3 separate regions of the Mus musculus genome follow, and all the other regions are linked to region 2. The links are chromatin contacts, called in public Hi-C and HiChIP or PLAC-seq maps. All regions are on one chromosome and are shown on one strand. Each heading gives the region's core, a stretch centred on a gene start, on an enhancer-like site or on the middle of the called end of the contact. The rest is flanking DNA. Distances are from core to core; before and after follow the strand shown. Region 1 holds the start of 1810053B23Rik (RIKEN cDNA 1810053B23 gene). Region 2 overlaps Runx1 (runt related transcription factor 1). Region 3 has its middle 17 kb from the start of Gm30695.

The links. A called contact is a pair of places that touch in the nucleus more often than the background predicts. HiChIP or PLAC-seq counts read pairs in DNA pulled down with a chosen protein or histone mark.
Region 1: an H3K27ac HiChIP or PLAC-seq map of large pre-B cells shows a contact between it and region 2, with 5 times the contacts expected there. The contact joins the promoter of 1810053B23Rik here to the enhancer-like site in region 2. A contact is called at or near these places in 4 of 39 promoter capture datasets (the 3T3-L1 cell line, the C10 cell line, frontonasal cranial neural crest and 1 more), 1 of 484 Hi-C or Micro-C datasets (bone marrow-derived macrophages), 2 of 115 datasets of contacts at active chromatin or transcription factors (large pre-B cells and pancreatic cancer cells) and 1 of 9 other capture datasets (embryonic stem cells).
Region 3: a contact with region 2 is called in a Hi-C map of bone marrow-derived macrophages, with 11 read pairs. The contact joins two enhancer-like sites. A contact is called at or near these places in 1 of 484 Hi-C or Micro-C datasets (bone marrow-derived macrophages), 6 of 115 datasets of contacts at active chromatin or transcription factors (T-cell acute lymphoblastic leukemia, embryonic limb bud, embryonic stem cells and 3 more) and 1 of 9 other capture datasets (embryonic stem cells).

The regions. Positions count from the first base shown.
Region 1 is chr16:93,355,924-93,360,075 of GRCm38.p6, reverse strand. It overlaps 1810053B23Rik (RIKEN cDNA 1810053B23 gene), which reads left to right and starts at 1,364. Exons shown (of 4, transcript NR_040489.1): 1 at 1,364-1,451.
Region 2 is chr16:92,643,554-92,647,889 of GRCm38.p6, reverse strand. It overlaps Runx1 (runt related transcription factor 1), which reads left to right. Exons shown (of 8, transcript NM_001111021.2): 6 at 3,545-3,736. Among named protein-coding and RNA genes, the nearest start is that of Gm30224, 50 kb to the right of the region's middle. Within about 2 kb of position 3,024, at least 112 of the 459 cell types and tissues checked have an H3K27ac peak or open chromatin away from gene starts, as enhancers often do. A contact at or near this core is called in bone marrow-derived macrophages, where this site is marked.
Region 3 is chr16:93,545,886-93,550,030 of GRCm38.p6, reverse strand. No RefSeq gene overlaps it. Among named protein-coding and RNA genes, the nearest start is that of Gm30695, 17 kb to the right of the region's middle. Within about 2 kb of position 2,755, at least 22 of the 459 cell types and tissues checked have an H3K27ac peak or open chromatin away from gene starts, as enhancers often do. A contact at or near this core is called in bone marrow-derived macrophages, where this site is marked.

The DNA.
Region 1 (4,152 bases), core at 115-2,614, 710 kb before region 2:
CTCCTTTAACTTCCAACGGTCATGGAATAATTGAGCGTATGAGTAGGGTACAGTGGGATAACACTGTACGTGCTTACAACGTGCCATGACCCTGTTGGAGCAATTAGCATTTGTTCATGCCGAGGACCTTGGACCTTGTCTACTTGCAGTTCCAGATGTGCGTTTTTCCTGTTCCAGGTCTGTATCGACCTTCTTATTCATGTTCCCATAAATGCTACTCAAGGACACCTTTGACAAAGAACAGACTATACCCCAAAGACCCCACATCTCGCTTCTTGCACCTTCTTATCTGTACAGTCTGAAGAGCTCTACTTATTCCAACAGATTTTTCCTCAATCATACTTACATTTCTTTTCTTAGCATTCATCTCTGCTTGGGATATTTGAACACCTGCTCTCAGTGTTTATTTTCTTTGGATACATTAATTATGCTTGAGAGGAGATACCATACCTCTGCCTACCTGAAGCACAGAAATGCCTGTCCAGGCTGTCTGGACAGATCCAATAAGTAGGGAGAGGAAGCTTGGCCCATTGTACTGCAGGCTTCAGCTGACCTGGACTTTCCAGAGTGTCTCTTTTGGTGAGAGACATTCGGTGTCCCACGTGTTGTGACCTTTTCTTACGTGAGTTGTCTCTGGAATGACAGAACAGTGCTAAGGACACTTCTGGGGTCACGGCATAAGGAAAAGGCTGCTCATGGGTTTTGCTATAAAAGGGATGCTAGAAAAAAAAGCATAAAAAGATGGACACTTCTGTCTACTGTGCTTGGAGAGGAGGTGCCTCTAAGTGTCAGGAAGACAGTACACATGAACAGACATCATGATGCAGAACTGTCAGAGTGTCTGTTCATTACTCTTGGCTGACGTTTAATTTTCCCCTTAGAAAATATTTCTTTTACCCCGAAATCTCTACATGGAATCCCACCATCTAGAGATGATCTACAATCCATAGTGCCAACCATCTGTCTCTACCCCATCCTCAGCAGGGTCTAATGATATGTTCTGTTTCTCTCTTCTAGGGGAACAGCTGGAGGTTGCAAACATGGTCGAGAAAGAACTCGCAGCTGAGACCCATCTCAGGAGGTAGCATCAGATTTGCAGTCGCCTCCCTTTCTCTCCCGGGTGATGCTCTTGTTTCTGTGGGAGCTGCAGTTAGCCTGGAGACAGCGGATTCTGATGATGGGTCCTTATGCTTTGTCTTACTACTGACTGGGCAACTCTTGGCAAGTCATAGAAGGTCCACGCCTGCTTGGGAGTTTGCCTGGCAGTGGGTCATGGGAGATAAGTTTTGCCTCAAGGGAGGTGGTGAGAGGCAAGGATATTAGATAAACACATTAAAAACAGGGTGCCGAATTTAGAATGCCCAGTGGAACCACATGCTGAAAAAGAAAGAAACGGAGCTTGCTAATGCAGGAGGAACACATGGGCATTGCCAGTGCCCTTAAGCAAAGTGGTAAGGAAGACCGGGAACTTCAGAGACCTTTGCGGTTTAGTCTGTTCTTGGCCTGAGGTGTTCTTGACTGATATAAATGAGAAAATTGTTACAGAGTCAAAACAGGACAGACAGGGTGGGTGGGTGGGGGGCCCGCAATGATGACAAGATGAAATAGTTTCGAGGTCCTCTAAGGACTTCCAAGATACAGGAACAGAGGTAGGGGTGGGGTCAGGTGATAGAAGGCACAGAGAGGATGAGCCCAGGATGGTGTGTCACTCACAGTGAGGACTGTGCTCTGGTATGGTTCAGCCATCTCTCTCAGTCTGGTCATGGAGGAGTGTCACCCTCTGAGGTGGGTGAGGGAGCTACGCAGAGCAGGACAGGGTCATGGCTGACTGGCTGTGGGTTGCATTGCCATCCATTGACAGCAAACGACAGAGCTTCAGAAAGGAAACTCCTCCTGCATGACCAGGTCTACAGAGGACGCGGCATCAGACAGTCAGCCCCAAGCCCTGCAGGGTGGAAGGAAATGAGCTCTGGGAGGGAGGCTTCCCAGCTAAAGAGAGGAGAGGGAGAGGGAGGAGTCAGAGAGGCCATTTATAGTTTTGCCCAGATGTGAACTTACAGAAATGTCCTGCCAGGCAAGATGTCCCAACTGATATAATGGCATGACTATTTATATTATATTATATTATATTTACATCATATATTGTGTCACATTAGTTATATCTAATATATACAATTATAATATTATATTGTGAGAGTAACCAACTGATTTCTGGTTGGAGTTGAGCCTGCTCAAGAAGAGTGATCCCATCCCTGGTACAGAAAACTAGGTCAAGAGCTCATGGCCGGGAAGGTCATAGGCCTTAGTGGGGACCTATTATTTTTGTTTTAATAAATGGATGCTTCCTAAACAGGAAGTTACTTTTTTCACATCGTCTGACTTCTAACTCAAAGGGCAGATGGGAAATAAACCACCCAGTGTGATGTGGTAGAAGAGCTCAGAGCCAAGAACTGTGGACAGAGCTGTAAGCTGGGCCATCTGGGGCTTGAACCGGTACCTCATGGTGACTCTCATATGGCTGATTCTAATGGTCAGAAATGCCCAGAGGTCTAAACACACCCTTAGGAATATCAGGTTGCATATCTAGAGATGATTATGAGGGTTCTGATCAAGTGAAAAAATTATTCATTGATGAATTCAAAATTTGGGAGGTGCGGATCTGTGGATGATGGGGCCTGGGGGCAGGAGGTGCATCACAGGAATCAGGGCATGGACTCCCTCAAGCTCTTTAATGTCAGCATCTCAGAATCTCTTTCTGCCAGAGACACATGATCACCACGGTCCCCTTCTGCCTGCATGTCAGCACCACAGAAGGCCTGCTCTCTTGCCCACCAGCCATGGAGTCTTTGGAAAGAGCCATCAAGCCATGGTGTCTCTGGTAGGAGCTATCAGCATCAGAAATGTCCAGACAATAACTTCTCTTGGAGAAGGGAAGGGAAGATCTTGCCCAAAGTGATTTTTAGGAGTTTGACCTGTTCCTAGTATCTAGTCTCTGTTGGCTCCAAAATCATGTGTCTTACCTGCCTGTGTTGCTATAAAAACAGAACACCACAGACTGGGGCATTCACAAGGAAAGAAATTAATTAACCTTACAGTTCTTAGAGTTGGGAGTTCAAAACCAAGACACCTCCACTATCTGCCTAGTATCTTAGCCACTCCTGCAAGATGGCTGTAGAGGGAGGGCAGTTACCTCAGGACAGCAGGTGCCAGGTGAGGCCGAGCTCATTTTGTGTGAGATGCCTGCGCAGTAGAAATCAATTTGCAACAGTGTTCTTTTCTAAAACCCCAGGATCCCACTGCCTGTTACTAGGTTCTGCGTTCCAGCTGTCAGAGTGAGATTATGTTTCCAATAGACCACGTTTGAAGGGAAAGTTCCAACCATCACACCATGCAACACTGACCTAATAATAGTCAAAGGTGCGTGGGGGTTTGTTTTAGTTAAGAATCACAGCATGAAACAAATCGCATTTATCCAATGTGGCAGCCTCTCTGCTTCTTCTATAAAAAGCCCTTTGTGTTGGTATATGGAGGAGATGGGTCTCGGGCTCAGGGTGATGAGTAGTTTCTCTGTCAGTATAACAGTGAGTCGTCTTCCTTACTGTACTTGGCAAAGCCCATTTTGGTGACAACCAACAGGTACAGCTGGTTCAAATAGGCTTCTCTGTAGGGGGTTGGCTTGATGCTGCTCTGTATTCAAATGCTAATGCTGGCACCCAAGATCTGGATGCCCCTGACTAAGATCCTCACTTATCACAAAAGATACTATGCAGCTGTCTTAGTCAGGATTTCTACTCCTGCACAAACATCATGACCAAGAAGCAAGTTGGGGAGGAAAGGGTTTATTCAGCTTACACTTCCACATTGCTGTTCATCACCAAAGGAAGTCAGGACTGGAACTCAAGCAGGTCAGGAAGCAGGAGCTGATGCAGAGGCCATGGAGGGATGTGAGTTACTGGCTTGCTTCCCCTGGCTTGCTCAGCTTGCTCTCTTATAGAACCCAGGACTACCAGCCCAGAGATGGCACGACCCACAAGGGACCCTCCCCACTTGATCACTAATTGAGAAAAATGCCTTACAGCTGAATCTCATGGAGGCATTTCCTCACCTGAAGCTCCTTTCTCTGTGATAACTCCAGCTTGTGTCAAGTTGACA
Region 2 (4,336 bases), core at 1,775-4,274:
GTGGTAGTGAGTTGTGCGTGCTATTCTGCTCTGTTTTTAACAGAAAGAAGATGGCAACTGACCTTATTATCTACCATAAAATACAATAACGCTTAGGGGTGCTCTGATGGGCAGCCACCTCAGGGAAATAGAGAGACCTGTCTGGGATGGAGCCACTGGGCAGAGTAGCATGAGTTTACTTTATTATATCTTTCTCTTCCCATTTTTTGTTGTTTTCTAGGCTGTGTGTTTATAATAACATTCTGAGCAGTGTTTTCTCGAAATATGTAAAAATAATAATAGAATATCTGGGACCTCCTTTCAGCTCTGTGTGAGCTTCAGAAAGATGCACCCAGTACCTTGTGGTCACAGCTTGAAGCCCCACTCTGGAAACCTTCACGATGGACTCGCAGTGAACTTGAAAGCCCAGGTTACCAGAATGTGTGTGTTTAGTCTATGTTACAGTCCTCCGGTGGTTTGATCCAGTGTTGAATTCCCTGTTACCCTCCAGAGCCCAGTAATCAGTAAGAGTGAAGCAGGGATTTCAGAGTGGGCACTTTCCATACTCCTGCATTTAAAATTCAGGGGGCAAATTGATATTTTAATAGCATACAGATCCAGGAAACTAAAGACATAAAGCATTCATTTTCCCCCAGCCTGAGAGTTTCCATCGGAAGCTCCTATGTTCCATGCAAAATATTGCTGTTTGGCACACAAAGCCCAATGGTTTCAGAAGAGAATTAGGTGCTCTTGATTCTAAATGCACTTGGGGCCACGCCTTGAACATGATGATGCCCTGCGTTCCCTGGGTGTCCTGGTGTTGCAACTCTCTAACACCCTGTGGATGTGGGGTTCAAGCTTTCTCTCAGGCAGAACCTCTCCTACAGACTCCCAGAATGCACACGGAGAGAGCATGGAATGAAGTATTCCCTAATCCAGAGCACTAGACCCAGCTCGGGACTTTCTAGACTCATGGGGCTTAGGAAGCAGCTCTGAGAAGCCAGGCCCAGGCATTCCTGCCAGAGCAGGCAGTCATCAGTTAATCTCTGTAAATGACTACGATTCTGGCAGGTGTCAGCTGCTACGAAAACAGATCACATATTAGGAGTCCTTTTTTTTTTTTTTTAACTGAGTAACGAGGGAAGAGAAATAAAAATAATATGTCACGTGTGTTGGCCACATAGGGGCTTGTCCACTTGCCACAAACAGCTTATTCCTGTTTGAGTTCTCAGTGATCAAGTCCCCAAATTCACAGAGCCAGATACTCAGATAGCCATTCTTCAAAGGCTGGCCAGAGACACCACCATTAACTGATGCTCTGACTTTAGAATGATCATGCACACAAGTGAGGGGGCTCATGCGCACGCGCGCACACACAGACACACACACAGACACACACACACACACACACACACACACACGCATGCCCTTCCTATGGCTACACACTGTCCTTCACGGTGTTCTTCCAAAATGCCACTGGGTGCCTCAGGAATGCGAGGCTGCGACACAGACAAAGCCTGCTGCAAGCTCTTGCTGACCCACATTCTTTCTGAGACCATACAAGCTATCCAGCGTCATGTTTCCCACCTTCCTCTTCCTTGACTGGCATGAGAGACCACGGCAGACACTTAAAAGGGGCCGCATCACGCTTTAAATGGCTTTAGAGCTCAGATTGTTTTTCTGTGAGAAAGCCTGAGGTTTCTCAGGTGGGATGAGGAGTGGGGACTGATTAGGTCGCAAAGAAAAGAAGAGGGAGGATCCAGAGAGGGCTGCACACCGAACTACATATACTAAGACTGAGCAAGGTAGAAGGCTCTAGAAAAAGAAGTTTTTGTACTTCTGCTGGTAAAAGGCTGGAGGGGGTGGCTCGGGAACTTGGCCTCTTTTGTCCATAGAGCTTTAAATACTCCGGCTACAAGAGGCCTCTCCCATGCGCCCCGGCCGAGCCTGCGTGACTCAGGGTGTTTGTGTTTGAGTCCAGTGTTGTGAGCTCTGAATGACAGTCCAGATTTGCCGTGGCGATACGTGGAAAGAGCGAGCGCTGCATGTGAACTACACAAATATTATGCTTAAGCTTTTTTTTTTCCTCCATTTGGAGCCAAACAGGTCTTGTCAGTGATAAAAATCGCTGCAATATAGTGGGCCCTTTTTCTGGCCTGGAATCTGAGACCGTGTCGGCAGTGCCAAGGAGGCCCGTAGCAGGAAGAAATAGCAAGCCGCGGGGATTTGAAACCATAACACAACTTCTACGACATAATTTTATAATTGTAGCAATCGGGAACTAGGTGGTGGGCGGGGTAGCCTTGTAACCACTCCTGTGCTGGAAGAATGGTCCAGGGTCCTCCGTGTAGCTCTGGGCTGGGCTGGGGTAGCAGCAACAGCATTTCTATGGGCAGAAGCCAACGGCTTCCCCTGTCTTGTTGTGAGGCTGTGTACAGGAGGATGATTGTGGCTCAGGCTGTGTAACCATTGACAGGAGAATGGCCCTGGCTCAGTCAACGGTTCTAGTCAAACAAACCTTGAGAACGAGGAGGAAACAACAAAGTCGGCCTCTTAAAAGGAGGAATGGATCTCTACTGTGACTGTGTGGGAGGCTGGGCTCCTCTACAATCTCTAGTCTGCATAATACTTTGAAGGGGATGGAGAGGGAAAAAAAAAAAAAAGCGGGAGGCCCAGCCCTCCTGACTGGCCCACGTGGATGCCCCTACTTGCTGTTTCCTGGTAACAGAGACACCTACCACCCTTACACGACAGCAAGCATCCCACCTTGCTTTTCATTCCGAGGGAAAATCAGCAGACCAGCTGGCCACTCCCTCTGAGCTCCCAAGGGCCTGGCCTACTAGAAATATTGGAACAGACCCACGCTGCACCTTTCTGCCTACTTCCTCCTAGGGATCCGCCCAGGGAGTGGGCTTCAGGGAAGTAAGGATGCTTCTGAGGAGCCTGTACGAAGGAGGAAGGGGCCTGGGTGTGTGAGGGCAGAGAGGGATGCCCTGTGCCTGCCTGCGTGTAACAGGAAATCTCACTCCTCGGCTGTGGGTTTGCAGCTGCACCCAATTTCCTGTTGAAGGGACACGCTGCTACGTTCCAGGGCCCACTCTGGCACCTCTCAGACCTGCTGCTCAGGTTTTCAGGAAGGCAGGGCATTCTTGACCCCGGGAGGGCACCTTTCTTGGCTGCCACAGTTCTGTTCCCAGCCTGAGGCCCACAGCCAACAAGCAACGGGCTTCTTACCCGGGGCCACCATCAGCAGTTCCGCTCACTAGTGTCTGCCCACCCGAGGGGATGTGCGGAGAGCTGTGGGCACCGAGTCCCAGACTGAGGCAACAGCCAGGGACCAGTGGGCTGAAGGAACCTCAGCGGGCTATCAGAAGGATAGCCCTGGTTCCCACAGGCAGCCAGCCCAAGGGGCAATGTCCAACAAGCTCACCTTGGGGGTGAAGGGAGAGGGAGGGGAAAGATAAGAAAAGTCCCCTCCACAACACGTTTTCTGATCTCTTCCCTCCCTCCTTCCCTGCCTCCCTCTCCTCCTCCTCCTCCCTTCCCCTCCCGGTCCCTACACTAGGACATCGGCAGAAACTAGATGATCAGACCAAGCCCGGGAGTTTGTCCTTTTCCGAGCGGCTCAGTGAATTGGAGCAGCTGCGGCGCACGGCCATGAGGGTCAGCCCGCACCACCCAGCCCCCACGCCCAACCCTCGGGCCTCCTTGAACCACTCCACTGCCTTTAACCCTCAGCCTCAAAGTCAGATGCAGGGTAAGTACCCCACGGAGCCCACTACCCTCTGTCTTTGCTGGAGTCCCAGGCGCAGAAAGCACCGGGGCTGCCAGGCCTTTCTGGGTGCTCTAAGGGAACTGTTGAAACCCCGCAGCATCAGCTGGGAGCTTAATGAGGAGAACGCTGTTCCATCTGCAGAGTATCTCTACTCTGAGAAGTGTGGCTGCTGAGCATGGGAGGGAATCGTGGCTGTGGAAGCCATATGTGTACATGGCTACACGCGTGTATCTCTCTTGGTACCCTTGCAGTTATCGGTTCCAGGTATCAAACTCCACAGGAGTTCAATATGTCCTAGTACTTGCCTAGGCCTGTGGACATCATCCTGGAGACTGTAATCCGTTCTGCGGCTAGCATCTAACACGCTATTCATGCTATGTTGACAATCACCAAGTTATATTACGTAGGGAATCCTGACGAAAATACATTTCAATATGTGTACATTTAAAAAGCTGTATTATCAACCCACCTTCGGTTTAATCTTTAGCTATAGAGCCTTCAGATACAAATAGCCTCCTGTATAGAAGCTGACGAGAGGTTTTTGTAAGACTTGTTTTCTACTATGTTGTTTTCTTATCTACC
Region 3 (4,145 bases), core at 1,506-4,005, 900 kb before region 2:
AGATGCAGAGATAGGAAAGCATCAGGCAGAGTCCTGACTCACACCCATGGCCCTGGCTTGTCCCACCCACTGTGTCCCCTAAGGCCAAAGTTGGCATTGCAGAAATCCCCTCTGCCTCTGTCTCTCCCCACCTCTCCGTCTGCCCCTCCCCCATTTCTCTGTGTATAGTGAGCGCTTTCGGAAGTATGAGCACTGGTAATTTCCGTTTTAGCAATGGAGATATGCCTGTTTTCCTTCTCTATGGCTGAAGTTTGAGGGAGCAAGGAGATGCCTGCGCTGAGCTTGCTCCAGTGGACTTGCCTCCAGCTGCTGTGGGACCCAGTTCTGACACCCGCCCATCTCCATCTGGGACTCAGGTCACATCCACAGCCACTTCAAGGTGAACTGCTTGCTTTAAAGTCCTTTGATATTTTGACTAAATCCTACGCCCCATTTGAGGCACTGGCCCATTCAAGTGCCAGCTGGGCCCTTTGTTTATGATTGGCTCACGTTTCCGAGCGAATTTCTTTCTGGAGACAGTGTTCTATGAGTCACCTTTGAAATGAGAACTTATCAGCTTAGGGTCAGGCTAAGTGTGGCCGTCTGAGGGGCCTGTTTCTGTAGTCTGGGTCTGTGTTAAACATGGAGGCGTGTCCTCGCACTCGCTCAGTCCCGGAACTCTGTGGTCTTTCTCCAAAAGGACAACATCTCTCACCTGCTTCTTTTATCTCTGTCCAGCTGCCGACCTGACTGTCTTACTGTTACCCAACTACTGGCTGGGAGTGTAAGTCTGAGTTTGATTGGAAAATGCTCTGCCAACACACACATCTTTCTGCTAAGAAAACAAAAACAAAAAACAAAACAACAACAACAAAAAAACCCAAACCAAACCAAACTAAACCAAACCAAACCAAACTAAAACAAGCAATGGAGACAGGATGGGATGTCTCTCTCTGTGTGTCTCCTGTGTCTTCCCCACCCCACCCCCCAGCTGCCCAATGACCAGACAGAGTCTGGCCGTGTCATATTTAAGACAAACAACGTGAATTCTCTCTCCTTCCCTCTCTTGCACACTCGTGTTTAGAAGGCAGTGAAAGCTGGTTTCTACTTCTTTTCTTCCTGGCAGTTGGGTGTATTGGGCGCGGCCCCTCGGGTTGTTCCCCCTGAATTTCTGCCCCTCATTTGTCTTTACAGTACTCACTGAAAGTGCCAAGTGTGGAGTTGTGGGAATCTGAGGGCTCCTCTTCTTAAACATTTCTTTAAGATTTTCTTTCTCTGTGGGGAATGGTATCAGCAAGCAGGATGCAGAGCACAGGGTCGGATGGACCAGGGTAGGAGGAGCACACACCCCATACCATCATGTTCCACGGTCCCGACTCAACTCCACCTCCTGGTGCAGAGCCTCTTCTTGCTCCACAGTGGTGTCTGCCATCCACTCAGACTCTCAAGAAGCTGAATAGTTGCTCGCTTGTTTGTTTGAAAATCTGAATCTGGTTGTTTAACTCCAACCAGTCAGTCCTGTCAGACATTCTCTGGGGGTGGGGATAGTTTAGAGGGATGAGAAATTATCCCAGTGTTATAACACGAAGATATTTTCTGTTGATTAAGTGCACTTTGTACAGTTCTGGCCATGTGGTGGTGACAGTATGGTGGTATCAGGAATGTGGTGGTGGCAGTGGTGTGGTGGCTTGCTTCTTTGTATAACAGGAAGATACTTTGGATGTGGTGACAGAAAATGTTGGCTTGTGGTTCTTTGCCTGTGGTCTTGGGTGTGCATGCCCTGGGCTTTACTGCTGACCAGAAGTCTTGAGGGGACAACTGGCCTGTCAACAAAGCATTTCCTCCTGGCCCATGATCCAGCTTAGTGTAGTGATAGCTTGGGGTTAGGGAGGCCTGTGTGTGGGAGACGGGGAGAAACTGTGCAAGCTGCTACAATATTCGTCCTGACCAGCTGTCTCTGGAGAGGATGCACAGTGATCTGGCTTGTAAATGGTTAGAAGGGAGCCAAGAGGAACATCTAGTCATAATTAGATTCCTGAAGTGGCTCCGGGTAGACAGTAGCGAGGTCAGAAAGTTGGGTATGACAGAGAATGTAAGCACCTGTCCCCACTACCTCGGTGAAGTTACAAAGCAGGTTGCATGGAACTCATTCTATTTTGTCTTTAACCTTATGTTTGGGAATAATCATAGGCTCATAAAAAATTACAAAAAAAAGTGTACAGGGGTGAGTGGGCTTTTCTCTTCTGCTACCGATGCACAGTCTGGGTTCCTTTGCTCCTCTTAGGCTAAAATTGTAAGTAAGCAAACAGTGGCGGTGGGACTTCTGGGTCTCTTTGTCCCAGATGTAGGCTGGACTAACAGACCCAGAGGCATATAGCTCTGAGTTCCAGATCTGGGTCCCCACGACTGGGCATATAGTCCCAAGCTCCCCACAAGAGGCGCAGGCTGGGAGGCTTCCTGCCCTGGGCCCAGACAGTGGGACCACCCTCGTGTATGGATCATAGCAGCAGGATTCCGTGGGTCAGGTCATATCTCTTAAGCTCTGGATGTTGGGACCCTTAGCTCATAGCAGCAGCTGGCATCAACTTTTGCTGCTGCCTCTTAACTTTAACTCTTTGCAGCCTTCCCTCATCCAAGGCCTGACTCTGCATTGTCTCAGCTTCCCCTTTCAGCCCAGCTGCCTCTGCTCCCTGCAGTTCCTGCCCTCCCCACCCCCCCAGTTGCTCTCTGCTGCTGAGCTTGCTACCAGTCATCGGTTACAGCAGCCTCTTCTTACCATCTCCACCCACTCTACCCAGGAGCAGAATTAGGCAACAGCAGATCACTCTAGATACACGCACAGGTGCCCATGTACGTACATGCATGCCTGCATATTCACATACACACATGCATGCACATACAGGCACATTCATGTTCACACACACACACACACACTTTTTCTCACAGTTTTTGGTAGTATTTTAAGGTTTCTCAGTAGTGACAACTGTAAAGTTTTATCTCTACTATGGAATGTACAGCCATGCCCCTTTCTAGGCTGATTTTTTCCCCCAAATTCCCTCTCTGTTTTTGGTTTATGGAAGCCAAACATATCTTAGAATTAATGGGTCCTGATGGCCGACCACAAATGGAACTTACGAGGATGTTATTAACATGTGCCAGCAATTTAGCTACAGAAAGGGAATTAGCAATCAACTCCTTTCTATCGCCAGCAATTAGAAGTGATTGACCTCAAACCGAGGCCTGAGAAGGGAGGAAGTCTTGAAAGCTGCCCATGTATGATGAGACTCTAAGACATCTTTTTAATTGGGATGCTTCCTGCCTTTGGTTGCAGAGGGCAGCTTGGGCAAGCCACACGGAGAGTTAGAATGCATAGGGCTTGCTCACGTGGCCCGGTGATATGATCTAACTTGGAATTCCTATGGCTGAAGTAAAGAGAGGCACAGTTAGATTTATGTTCCCTGTTGAGCCCAAGACATGGTATCCAGGCAACTCAAGCTGAACGCACACAAGATAGCGACCCTACCCCGCCTACTTGGTAAACTCCATGCAGGTGGTGGAAATAATACCTTGATAAATACGGCTGGTCACCTAGGACATTTTCCTTATATCAACATTTACCATAGGAGGTTCTCATGTCTTTGGATTTCACCAAGCAAACAACGCATCTCAGACCAGAAAGAGAAGCAAAGCTTTGCCAGGAAATGCTTGGCAGTAGTTGGCCTAACAACTGACTTGCACTGCTCGGCTATCCATGATCATTGGTCAGGGTGTTTGTAAGAGATAGCCTTGGGTTGGGGAGCACTGGCAGGCAGTCTTGAGTTGGGGAGCACAGGCAGTCTTGGGTTGGGGAGCACTGGCAGGCAGTCTTGGATTGGGGAGCACTGGCAGGCAGTCTTGGGCTGGGGAGCACAGGCAGTCTTGGGCTGGGGAGCACAGGGAGTCTTGGGTTGGGGAGCACTGGCAGGCAGTCTTGGATTGAGGAGCACGGGAAGGCAATCTTGGGTTGGGGAGCATGGGTTCCTCAGAAGCTCTGCCTTTCATTTGCTGCAGTGTTGTGTCTCTTGTTAGCATTCATAACACAGTGTTCCGCAGCACTGAGCCTCTCAGCACAGAGGCAATGGTTCCACTTCAGTTGCTGTTTGATGACCTGAAAATCCTAGCAATTG